3 separate regions of the Danio rerio genome follow, and all the other regions are linked to region 2. Evidence: chromatin contacts called from public HiCAR-type data. All regions are on one chromosome and are shown on one strand. The core of a region is the stretch at or near the end of the contact, and the rest is flanking DNA. Distances in the headings are between cores, read along the strand shown. Region 1 overlaps reep3b (receptor accessory protein 3b). Region 2 overlaps jmjd1cb (jumonji domain containing 1Cb). Region 3 overlaps jmjd1cb (jumonji domain containing 1Cb).

Region 1 (3,709 bases), core at 1,126-3,625, 250 kb after region 2:
AAGTGAATGGGAGAAACAATATGTACAAAAATTAGTGTATATCAGCCTTTAGTTTATATTTCAAGGCCAGCTTCTTTTGGAAGTAACTTGCTTCATGATTTAAAAAAAATGGAAATCTACATGAATTTCTGGCTTCATTATGTACAAATTGTTGCCATTTTGGCATTTTAAAACGAGCTAGTTTTCTGCTGTTAAAAGCGCACTGAGCTCTCTGTGGACTGCGGCCCACATGGATTTAATCTGTTTTAGGACATGTTTCACATTAGGTGTCTCCTGCATTTTTGTTCTCTCCCATTTCCCATATTTTTTTCTTTTCCGAAAGGAAGAAAAGGAAATCGTTGTGTACCTTGTAAACAATCAGACAGAGGAAGAGAGTTCTTTTTAATAGAGCTAGACACACAGACAGGAGGATCTGAAGCCATTAATCAACCTGCTTTTGAAGAATATCAGTAGTATTACATCTGTTTTGTCTTCGTTTATTTATTTATGCCCTCTGTTTCTTTACACAGGCTGGTTTTCGGAAACCTGTACCCAGCGTACTACTCCTATAAAGCAGTGAAAACCAAAAATGTCAAAGAATACGTAAGTATAAACACTGCATTGATGCTCATGTACATTTCTTTTGATGATTATTATTTTTTTTGTTTTGTTTAGGAAGCATTTGATTCTCTAAACCGTCTACCAGTAAATTACTGCAGGCCATGAATTAAAAGGGAGATTCACCCCAAAATTTACTCGTAAGGTCTGCACACTGAAGTCCAAATTTTTCTCATGCGTATTTTTTATATTCATATGTACAAAATTCGTCACAAACAAACCTTGCACATTGAGTCCAAAGCGTATTAATTAATCCATTACAAAAAACCGCAAAAACATTTCAGAAACAGTGCAACATGTCGGAATAAGTTCACGCTTGTAATACATCACACATTCACGTACGCAAAACAAATCCGAACAGAGACTGACAGTACCTACAGACATTATAATAGATGGTGGCCGCTTTTGACGTGTCGAATCATTTTATATTTAGATTATCGCTTTTATGGTGGTTCTGAACTGTCAAAACTCCCCTCAAATCGCTTTTTCAGATGCAAAAAGAGGAAAACATCGAACCCAGTTAGATTTATTTTTATTTTATTTATTTATTTATTTATTTTATCAATATTTTGATGACAATCGAAAGTTTCAGAGGCAGTGTGTCGATACGATTCACACAACGTGAGGTCAAATGTTTTTTTTAAAGTGCGAAAATTGCAAATGAAAATTTTGGATTCAGTGTGAAAATAACCGTTAAGGTCTTTGCACACTGAAGTCTGTAGTGTTCATTTGCGTTTTTTTTTTTAAATTCATATCTGAAAATTTGTCAGTTACACACTTTGTTCACTTCTCTATTCAGGCTATTTTGTGCAACCAGTACTGCATAAAGAGAAGGGAGAGTTTTATCATTATCAAAGATCTGCGCTGCATTAACCCCAAATGCAATGTTTATTTCAGGAAATCAAAGCAATCTCAAATGCCAAATGGAACTAATTGATCGGCCTACTGCATTTTCTAAAGTAAAACATACTATCTGTATTTAGCTTTTTGCGTGTACAGCTCTGAATTGTCAAAACTCCTCTCAAAACGCTTTATCTAAGCTGATAAAATCAAACCCGATTAAAATCTTCTCATGACGGATCAAAGTTTCGAAGACAGTGTGTCAATATGATTGATACAACACGAGGTTGAATAAATTTTTTAATGTGTGAAAATTACTTATGTAAATTTCAGATTCAGTGTGCAATGACCTTTATTGTTTTAAAAGTGATTCCTAACCTTTAAATACCAACAAAAAAAAAGACATTTTAAATGAAGCTGAAAACCTGTATCCATTAACTTTCATTGTAGGAAAACTAATACCATGGCAATGGTCAATGGTTAAAGGTTTTCAACATATTTCAAAGTATCATCTTTTGTGTTTAGCAAAAGAAAAAAACTCATAATAGTTTAAAACAAGTTAAGGCAAGTACGTTTTTTTGGAGTAATTAAATTGAGAAAAGTTTTAATTTGGGGTGAATTATCTCTGAATTAACTTGAGGTCCTGCTCAAGAGCTCAATTATCATCATTATTCATCAACTTCCTACAACTTTTAGGTTAGTAGTCCAGATTTCTAACTCACACCTGTCCTTTAAATGAAAAGTGAATACAGTATTGTTTCTGGACATGTTCGGGCATGTTGTGGAGGGAGTGTTTTGGCTTGTTCGACCCCATCAGGTGACACATTCTCTTTGCACTTACTTGTTTTAAAGGATTGCCCTGTTTAAAGCACATGCTAGATCCTTAGTAGAAGATCAATGCAGATGTTACACTAAAACACTAGTACAGGTTTGGCCGGAATCAGTGTCATTTATAGTCAGCACTCCATTAGTCTGCGTTGTTATGAACCTGCAGATCAGGATGTATTGGAGAAACATGTTAAAAGGATGGTTCAGCCAAAACTGAACATTCTGTCATCGTTTACTCACCCTTCACTTGTTCTAATCCTGTTTGAGTTTTTTTCTTCTGTTGAATACAAGAAGATATAAAAAAAAAAATAGAAATAGAAAACTGTAACCAGGGCTGGGCGATATTGCAAAAAAAATTATCACAATATTATTTTTCATATGATTCGATATCGATAATAATTAAATATTTTTTAAAAATACATTTAGGAATGTTAGTTTTTTTATTTAACCACTTTATTTAAATTTATCGACATTACTAAGGCAAATAGTTTTAATAGTCAAAAACAAACATTTTTAAACAAAATATCTGATTTATTTTATTTTATTTTTATTTATAATAAAATAAACATAAGTGTTAAAGAAACTCTTAAACTTGATAAATAAAATGTTGCAAAGTGTGTGCAATGGTGAAGCGTAAATACTGAACAATCAAGGTGTGAATAATAATGTTACAGTAAACTCTGTCAACAGCACAAATTATGATAATCAACTCTGAGCTTTCAAGTAAAGCAATCAGCCGTCATTATTTAAATATAAATATTGCAACATTAAAAATTGTGAAGTTGAATGGCTAACATTACCCCCATGCTAAAAACTATTTCAGATGGGGAGCTAGTGGCTGGGATGCACAAGAAAAGCAACCAAAAAGCCACTCTGGCGACATCCTTCCATCCTTTTTTATTTACAATCTCCTCATTGCTGCTATACGGCACTCATTTTCGCATGTGTTGTTATTCTGACCTGAAGTGACAAGTGTGTGCGCGAGGATTCCTTGACCATTTACATTGAACTTTGCGCTCGCGCTCCTCTGGCGTTTCTTGTAACTAGGCAGCCAGTGTTTTCTCAGAGGATGACAAATTAACAAATCGTTGCTGCAGCTCCGATGCAAGTTTATGGAGAAAAGTAAAAAGGGCTGCAGTGTTTGGGTGCACTTTGCTTGTCTGAGGTAATTAGTCTGCATACTGAAATGTGTATATTCCATACAAAGTGTAAAGCAGATGTTCAGATGTTTTCATCTAGGTTTACCTGGAAAATACACGCAGGTCACCTCCATTGGAAATGACAAACTTACACCCTAAGCTTATTGGAACTGCTTCCAAGGCACGCGCTCAGTAGACATGTTTTAATAAAACTATAGCGCTTCATACCTAAACTAAATACCAAATCTTTTTTTTCCGATATTATGAGTAATTGATATTGACAATGCTGTTCCGTGCAATAAATA
Region 2 (3,364 bases), core at 622-3,121:
AAAGTCAAAATAGAACTAAACAAATATCGGATTAAGATGTGGAGTATGCCGATTTTAGTCGCATTAGTGAAGTTCAGCAAAGACATTAAGGTTAGTAAACACCTTAATCAATGATTACCATTGTGTAGGTGTACACACATGGCTGTTTGACACTATTCTCTGCATCTACCAAGTTAGTGAAGGACCGCAGACACCTGCATCACAAAATGCAGAGGTTTTTATTCCCTCCATACGATGTGCCCTATCAAATTCCATTAAAACAACACTCTTCCAGCAGTTCATACTCTCATCCAATATATCGTTCGTCACAGGGGGCATGCTTGAAATGTTCTTAAATGAAAGTGACAGTGCCAAACTGCAATTTAAGTCGACAAATTAAAAATGAAACACCCGAAATTACATAAAAACTCCAGAAGAAATGTGGATAGCGTGCTGACGCAATGACGTTAATTGAATTATGTGCTATAACATGTAAAACAGGATCATGAAAGGAACATTCAGCAGCTCATGTAAACACCTTAATCATATTATTGTCTTATTCAGATTAAGGCAAATAATTCCATTACAGATGTCCATGTAAATGTAGTGAGTTCTTGTAAGAAACGAATCCTAAATGAAAAAGTTATTCACATACTAATCCAGCAGGTGGCGCCCATAACACCAGGAATAATTGCGTTTCTTTGGTTGCTGCAGTAAACAAATTGCCGTGATTTTAAATCTAGCAGGATTGTATGGTTGTTGCTAGATCGAATATGGTTGCTGCTGAAAGTTATTGAGAATTTTTTATATTATTTATTATATTTTCCATTAATTGTATTTTAATAACATCTACCCCCACCCCAACCATCACAGTAATGTAAAACAGTGCCGAGTATTATTTATGCTATCTATTAAATTACCCTATAAATTGTATTTTTAACTCCTACCCCCACTCCAACCCTAAACCCAACAGTCACAGTACAAATATTAATTATTGTTATGCAGTGTTATAAAAAATATGCTGCTATATTGTTGTGCATATCGCACTTCCGGCCGGCCTCGTATTCTATCTACCTTTACCGGATTGTATTGATTTTACAAACTACACAGCATACCCATATTTGCAGATTAAATTCAGGCAAACTTCAGCATTCGGATACAAAATTTAATGCCATGTAAAATAGCATTTACGACTTTTTAATATCTTTTAGGGACTTAATTCTTTAAATTGGTTGGCCCCAATAGCCTAATGCTGAGCGTGTTGAGCACTGAGGTGCTTGGGGCGACCTGAGTTCCATTCCCGGATCGAGATCCGTTGCTGATCCTTCCCCTCTTTCTGCCTCCCCACACTTTCCTGTCTATAAATCTCCATTTTCCTATCAATAAATGTGAAAACCCCCCAAAATAATTATAACTTTCTTTAAATTGAACTTTCCCTGCAAACACCCTGTAATATAAAATCAACTATTTTCCCATCAACTGCAAACTTGAATGGATTTGTTCACTGAACTTCGCCGTGTATTACAAAACTGCTTTCATTTTTGGGATGGATATCGGCAATAGTGTTAAAATTGTACTTCTCTTTAGAACAACCTTTGCTTTGGGACACTTAAAATGCTCCCTACACTGGCATCTTATTAGGCTTTCTAGGAAAGTCTGTGTGTTGTTGGGAGATCTACAATTTATGATGCCAGTTGACTTCCTGCAGAGCTGTAAAGTCATGCTTCACTGAGCAGAAGTCAATAAATGTCATCTTGGAACAGGAAGTGTAGCTCAAACCCATAGGGGCAGGGACTACGTCTCTTATCTAGGGCACTATACAGCCATTCCAGGTGGTGTCCAGAACAAAAGTCGATTATATAGTGCACTCATTCAATCCAGAATGCACTGCAATGATGACGCCTGAAGATGGCATGCGTGGACAATCAGAATCTCTATTTACTCTCTTGTTTTCATTCACACTTTTAAGTGGACTATGTTACTGGAGTAATGGATAAACAGGCAAATTATAGACACAACCACAGACTCTCTTCTGTTTCCAAACAAACACAATGATTAGAGTAAAAGGATGTATGCCTGCAGGCTCAAACCTCATCTGAATCCTCCTGCACATTAGTGAAAATCAGGCCGCATTGTAAAGGATCTATAAGCTCATCTGAAATGTGCTGCATTAGAGCAGCACAAGTGAAAAGGTGCTACATCTTATGAAAGCTTTAAGCCACTTATCGTCTGTAATGGTCTAGGATGTGAAGCACGCACTGAATAAATGGACTGTAATGTATGGCGCCTTTCTCTCTGGAAACCCACAGCACAAGTAATGGAGGCTGATGTGACAACTGATGAAAGACAACAGGCAGCTATAGCCAAATTTTATATCATTTTGCCAAATGTGACCATAAAACGTTGCAGGGGTATATTTTTGGGAATAGGTAGAAATGCATTGTAAGGATCAAAACTATAGATTTTTCTTTTATGCCAAATACATTAGAATGTTAAGAAAAGATTGTGATCCATGAAGATACTTTGTAAATATATATACTTAATTTAAGCACTCTATATTGATTTTCTCTATGTTAACCATACATCAATGGAAAGCTTATTAATTCAACTTTCAGATGACGTATAAATGTAAAAAACTAAAACAAATGATACCTATGACTGGTTTCGTGGTTCAGGAACACAAATTTTGAATAAATAGCAAATTTGACATATTATTTTTATACCTAGTGTAATTTCTTTGCTTGCAAACGTTAGACCACAAAGCTTTTATTTTAGCAAAAACATTTTTTGACAGACTATTCTAATCAATTCTTACCTTAAATTATAAATAAATTCTAAATGTAAAAACTCGGTTGGTGCAAATTGTTATTTTTAATATGGCATAGTGAAATATGTCAACCAAAACACTGAAAACACAGAAGCATACGCTCATGTATAAATCTGAAAAAACACAGGTCCACCATTCAGTCTGCACATTTGCCTTTGTGATCTGATAATCAAAACCGAGCTAGTGAGTAGGGTCAGGTTATGCACCACTGCTATGCAAAATGTTGTAGGTGAAACCCAGTTATTCAATAGGAATCCAGGTGAGTTATCATTCTGATCAACAAAAAGGTGGTTGATTTGAAAGCAGAAAACATTTTGTGCACCGCATTGCCAACATGACAATGAAGTTTTGTGTCCACGTGGAATTTAGCTGAAGTTACTTTATATTATCAGCAATGGTGATTTACTCACATTTAATACCTGCTTTATTAGAGTTTTGAACCCTGGTCAAGATGTTTCAGGTGTCACACTACACTATAAGAAATATCTGTATTTTCTGTATTTTGTGATTCATTTCTTTTCCTCCCTGTGTATTTCTGCGTTTGAATTGCATTATGGG
Region 3 (3,889 bases), core at 691-3,190, 130 kb after region 2:
GTAGATGTCTAAAAATCCCCTTATAAACATGCAAATGATGAGGACGCAGGACTGGCGCAACATACAAAAGAGTTTAGGAAGTTTCAACGTGTACCGTCCAGTTAAGTACTAGTGCTGATATAACACAAGCATACAACCATTTCTTGAAGTAAAACCACAAGAAGAATATGCCATCCCCCTGCGTTTTCACTTTAATATATTATTGTCTCATGCTTTAGTGGGATAGAACTATAAAATATGGGAGAATGTCGGGAAAAACAGGAGGGTTAACAGGTGTAAACAGGCCTTTACATTAAACTTTTTTGATCACCAGCCACTGTGGCAAGTAGATTTCCAACATTACTAGCTACTTGCCATTTTCACTAGCCACAATTTTGTTGTTTGGAAAATATATTTTATATGAATAAATGTGACTTTGACATGCTAAAATGACTTGATTTAGATGTTGTGTTGTCCCAGATCAGCAGTTACTACACACAAATGGTTGGTTAATCTCATATTAAAGAAATGTTATTGTAAAGGATGATAATTAAACTATATTAACAAAAATAACTGTAAGCAAAAGAAAGCAGGTAAAAACATACCACGAGTGATATTGAAAGATGATCACATGCCTGAGAATATTAAAACAAAAGCAGTGACTGTTGCTGTTGCTTACAAATATATATATTTTTCAATCTTAAACTCTTAAAAGCAGCAGGACTGTGGGTACACGAGCATCGTTTTTTGTCTAGTCTTTTTCAAATAGAACCGATCGCAAGTGAACGGGAAAAAATCGCAAGTAAATGGGAGCGCATCGCATCACCTGTGCGCGCGAGTAATAATCCTGTCATATGGTATTCACCTGCTTTGTCTCAAGCGAACACAATTATTGTTTTCAGTCGTGCTGTTTCTCGATTCTAAGATCACAATTGCACGTATATTGGGCCATCCTTATTGTCGAACCCTGCTTTAAGAAAACTACAATGTAAAAATTATTTCCAATCTGCCACAGTGGCTGGTGGGAGCGGCTGTCTTACCCGCCAAAGCTGAAATCTACCGGCATTTGGCGGGTTGGCGGGTGTTAATGTAAAGCCCTGGGTATAAATATTATTACATGCTTCATTTGTCACAGTTACTATCCACATCATATATTGCTTGTTGTACAATATATGGATTATAGTGTGGTCTATTTATAATTTTTTTTTTATCAAATTTGTACTGTTACATATATATTTTATATATTTATACTGTCTTTTCTCTTTTACTCTTATTTGTTTAGCTGTTAAAAAATCTGATAAATTAATCTTTAAAAAAAATGCTTATTCACAGACATTAAAGCTCAGTGGCCTTAAATTCTGCTGTGATTTCATGGACAGATGTGTTCACTCCAGACGCGCTGAATGTCCAGCATTCCTCGCCTTGTTCCTGCTGTTATCCTTAGCTATGAAACAACCCACAGCCATGTGAGTCAAAGTGGAGCTTGACGTTTGTGTGTTTGTGAGACACTGAGACAAGAGGGAGAACATGTGTTTGAGCTGTCGGATGTTTTCGACATATGCAGCGTGTCATAACGACAGCATGTTTTTGGTCTGTTCTTTTGCCACATGTGAGCGTAAAGCGGGTGTAGCGTGATAGGCTGGAGAACTGGTTTCCAAAAAATAAGCCGCACTGAAGGTTTGGCACAATTTCTTAACCTGCATTCCAACTGGAAAAACAGTTCCTCCACTGGACAACATCCATCTGTTGACTAATCTTTTTTTTTTTTTAAGTGCGTCGAGAAAATGCCCAGCTAATGATCTGAAATGCTCACAGATCTAGTGCTGAGGCCTGTGGGAATCATCAGTGTGTGTGTGTGTGTGTGTATGTGAGTCAGCCCGAGAGCACATTGCACAACCCCAGTGCTGAGCAACGTGCAGTAACAGGAGCGGGGTTTCATAATGTGGATTCATACCAGAAATGATTCACTGACTCTGCCTGTTGTGGTTTTCTCACCATGACTGAGGTTGAGAAGGCTCTAATGTGTGTGTGTGTGAGTGTGTGTGTGTGTGTGTGTGTGTGTGTGTGTGTGTGTGTGTGCGTGTGTGCGTGTGTGCGTGTGTGCGTGTGTGCGTGTGTGCGTGTGTGTGTGTGTGTGTGTGTGTGTGTGTGTGTGTGTTTGTTTGGACGGGAGCGAGTGAAGAACAGACCTGTCAGGACACATTTCACATCTGGACCCCTCCAGTTATGTGCAGGTTAAGCTAAAGAAAACTGCAGATTTTAAAAGTATTGCTTGAAGCAACATCCTCTTTCATTACTCAGATCAACAAACATCTCAGTGCAGATTTTACAGGAATATTTCCCCTAGAGTAACTCAATGACCAGCAAATGAAAAAACATTAAACAATTTAATACTATAACGATTTGAGTTGGACTGTAGAAAAGCAACTTTGAATCTAGTCATTTGCAGGTCACTATGCTATTTTAAGGCTATTTGGTATACTTATAGAGTTACCAGTCTTTCTTCACACCAAGACTGATCACCATATAAGCATCTACACCAGGGGTGTCCAAGCTCAGTCCTGAAGGGCCGGTGTCCTGGAGAGTTTAGCTCCAACCCTAATCAAACACACCTGAACCAGCAAACCAAGTTCAAAATAGATATACTAGAAACCTCCTCACAGGTGTGTTGAGGCAAGCTGGGGCTAAACTCAGCAGGACACCAGCCCTCCAGGACAGAGTTTGGACACTTCTGATCAACACCAACAGACAATAATAGAGTGTTTACCATGTGCACTTTGCAATTTTGACATCTGTCTGTTTTGACATCAATTCTGACTGTCTGTTTTGTTTTTACTGAGCTGTACAGAAAATGTTCTCAGTCATTCTCACAATTTAGTGCAGTCATTGTTAAGATTCCTATTTAGAGATACAAGAAAGATAATTTCTTTCTTCATTTAGAGCTAAATGAAGTTGGATATACCTTTGAGCAGAAGTCCCCAGACATTTTCTTATGAAGGGACAAAAACCAAACTTAATTGAGGGTTATGGGCCGAAGGTAAATATAGCAAACTGTATTTTATTAAAATTGTCATGGATGATATTCTAATATTTAAAAATAAATAGCAAAAATAACTTATCATATTACCAAATTAATTACATCTTCTAATGAAATTATTACAATAAAAATAAATAATTAATGTCATAACACAATAGAGATCAATGTTGTATACACTAGTCAAGTTGCCGAGGTCTTGTGCATTCTCCTCTATCTGTCAATTGACAGTATTTGCATTCCTTCAATCATTTTCTTGCCAACTTAGTCCCTTTATTAATCCGAGGTCGCCACAGCAGAATGAACCGCCAACTTATCCAGCAAGTTTTTAAGTAGCGGATGTCCTTCCAGCTGCAACCCATCTCTGGGAAACGTCCACACACACATTCACACACACACTCATACACAACGGACGATTTAGCCTACCTAATTCACCTAGACTGCATGTCTTTGAACTGTGGGGGAAACCGGAGCACCTGGAGGAAACCCACAAGAACGCAGGGAGAACATGCAAACTACAAACAGAAACGCCAACTGTGCCAAGGCTCAAACCAGCGACCCAGCAACCTTCTTGCTGTGAGGCGACAGCACTACCTACTGCGCCAATGCTTCGCTTAGTATTTACATTAAAATATTAAATTAACAATCTGATTCATTTACAACATTTAATTGCAACATTTAATTTCAGCTAGCTTTTTTGAAGCTTAACGACAAAACAAACAAAATGTTAAATTAAATCAGAAATGAAAATATGTGCTAAATCGATATAAATAAATAGCTGTCATTTTCCTTCTCTTCTCAGATGTGACTATGGGCCAAATCAACCATGGACCAACTTTGGGCATCTCTGCCTTAGAGGCATACTGTAAGAGAAAA

Evidence for each region. HiCAR-type assays count read pairs that join an accessible place to other places.
Region 1: a contact with region 2 is called in a HiCAR-type map of caudal fin, with 7 times the contacts expected there. The contact joins two enhancer-like sites. A contact is called at or near these places in 1 of 18 Hi-C or Micro-C datasets (embryo) and 1 of 4 datasets of contacts at active chromatin or transcription factors (caudal fin).
Region 3: a HiCAR-type map of caudal fin shows a contact between it and region 2, with 5 times the contacts expected there. The contact joins two enhancer-like sites. A contact is called at or near these places in 2 of 18 Hi-C or Micro-C datasets (caudal fin and an unstated tissue) and 1 of 4 datasets of contacts at active chromatin or transcription factors (caudal fin).

What each region holds. Positions count from the first base shown.
Region 1 is chr12:9,400,451-9,404,159 of GRCz12tu, forward strand. It overlaps reep3b (receptor accessory protein 3b), which reads left to right. Exons shown (of 8, transcript NM_200161.1): 2 at 510-582. Among named protein-coding and RNA genes, the nearest start is that of reep3b, 27 kb to the left of the region's middle. Within about 2 kb of position 2,376, at least 2 of the 62 cell types and tissues checked have an H3K27ac peak or open chromatin away from gene starts, as enhancers often do. A contact at or near this core is called in caudal fin, where this site is marked.
Region 2 is chr12:9,154,985-9,158,348 of GRCz12tu, forward strand. All of the region lies in intron 18 of jmjd1cb (jumonji domain containing 1Cb), which reads right to left. Among named protein-coding and RNA genes, the nearest start is that of nrbf2b, 29 kb to the left of the region's middle. Within about 2 kb of position 1,872, at least 9 of the 62 cell types and tissues checked have an H3K27ac peak or open chromatin away from gene starts, as enhancers often do. A contact at or near this core is called in caudal fin, where this site is marked.
Region 3 is chr12:9,283,426-9,287,314 of GRCz12tu, forward strand. All of the region lies in intron 1 of jmjd1cb (jumonji domain containing 1Cb), which reads right to left. Among named protein-coding and RNA genes, the nearest start is that of jmjd1cb, 85 kb to the right of the region's middle. Within about 2 kb of position 1,941, at least 34 of the 62 cell types and tissues checked have an H3K27ac peak or open chromatin away from gene starts, as enhancers often do. A contact at or near this core is called in caudal fin, where this site is marked.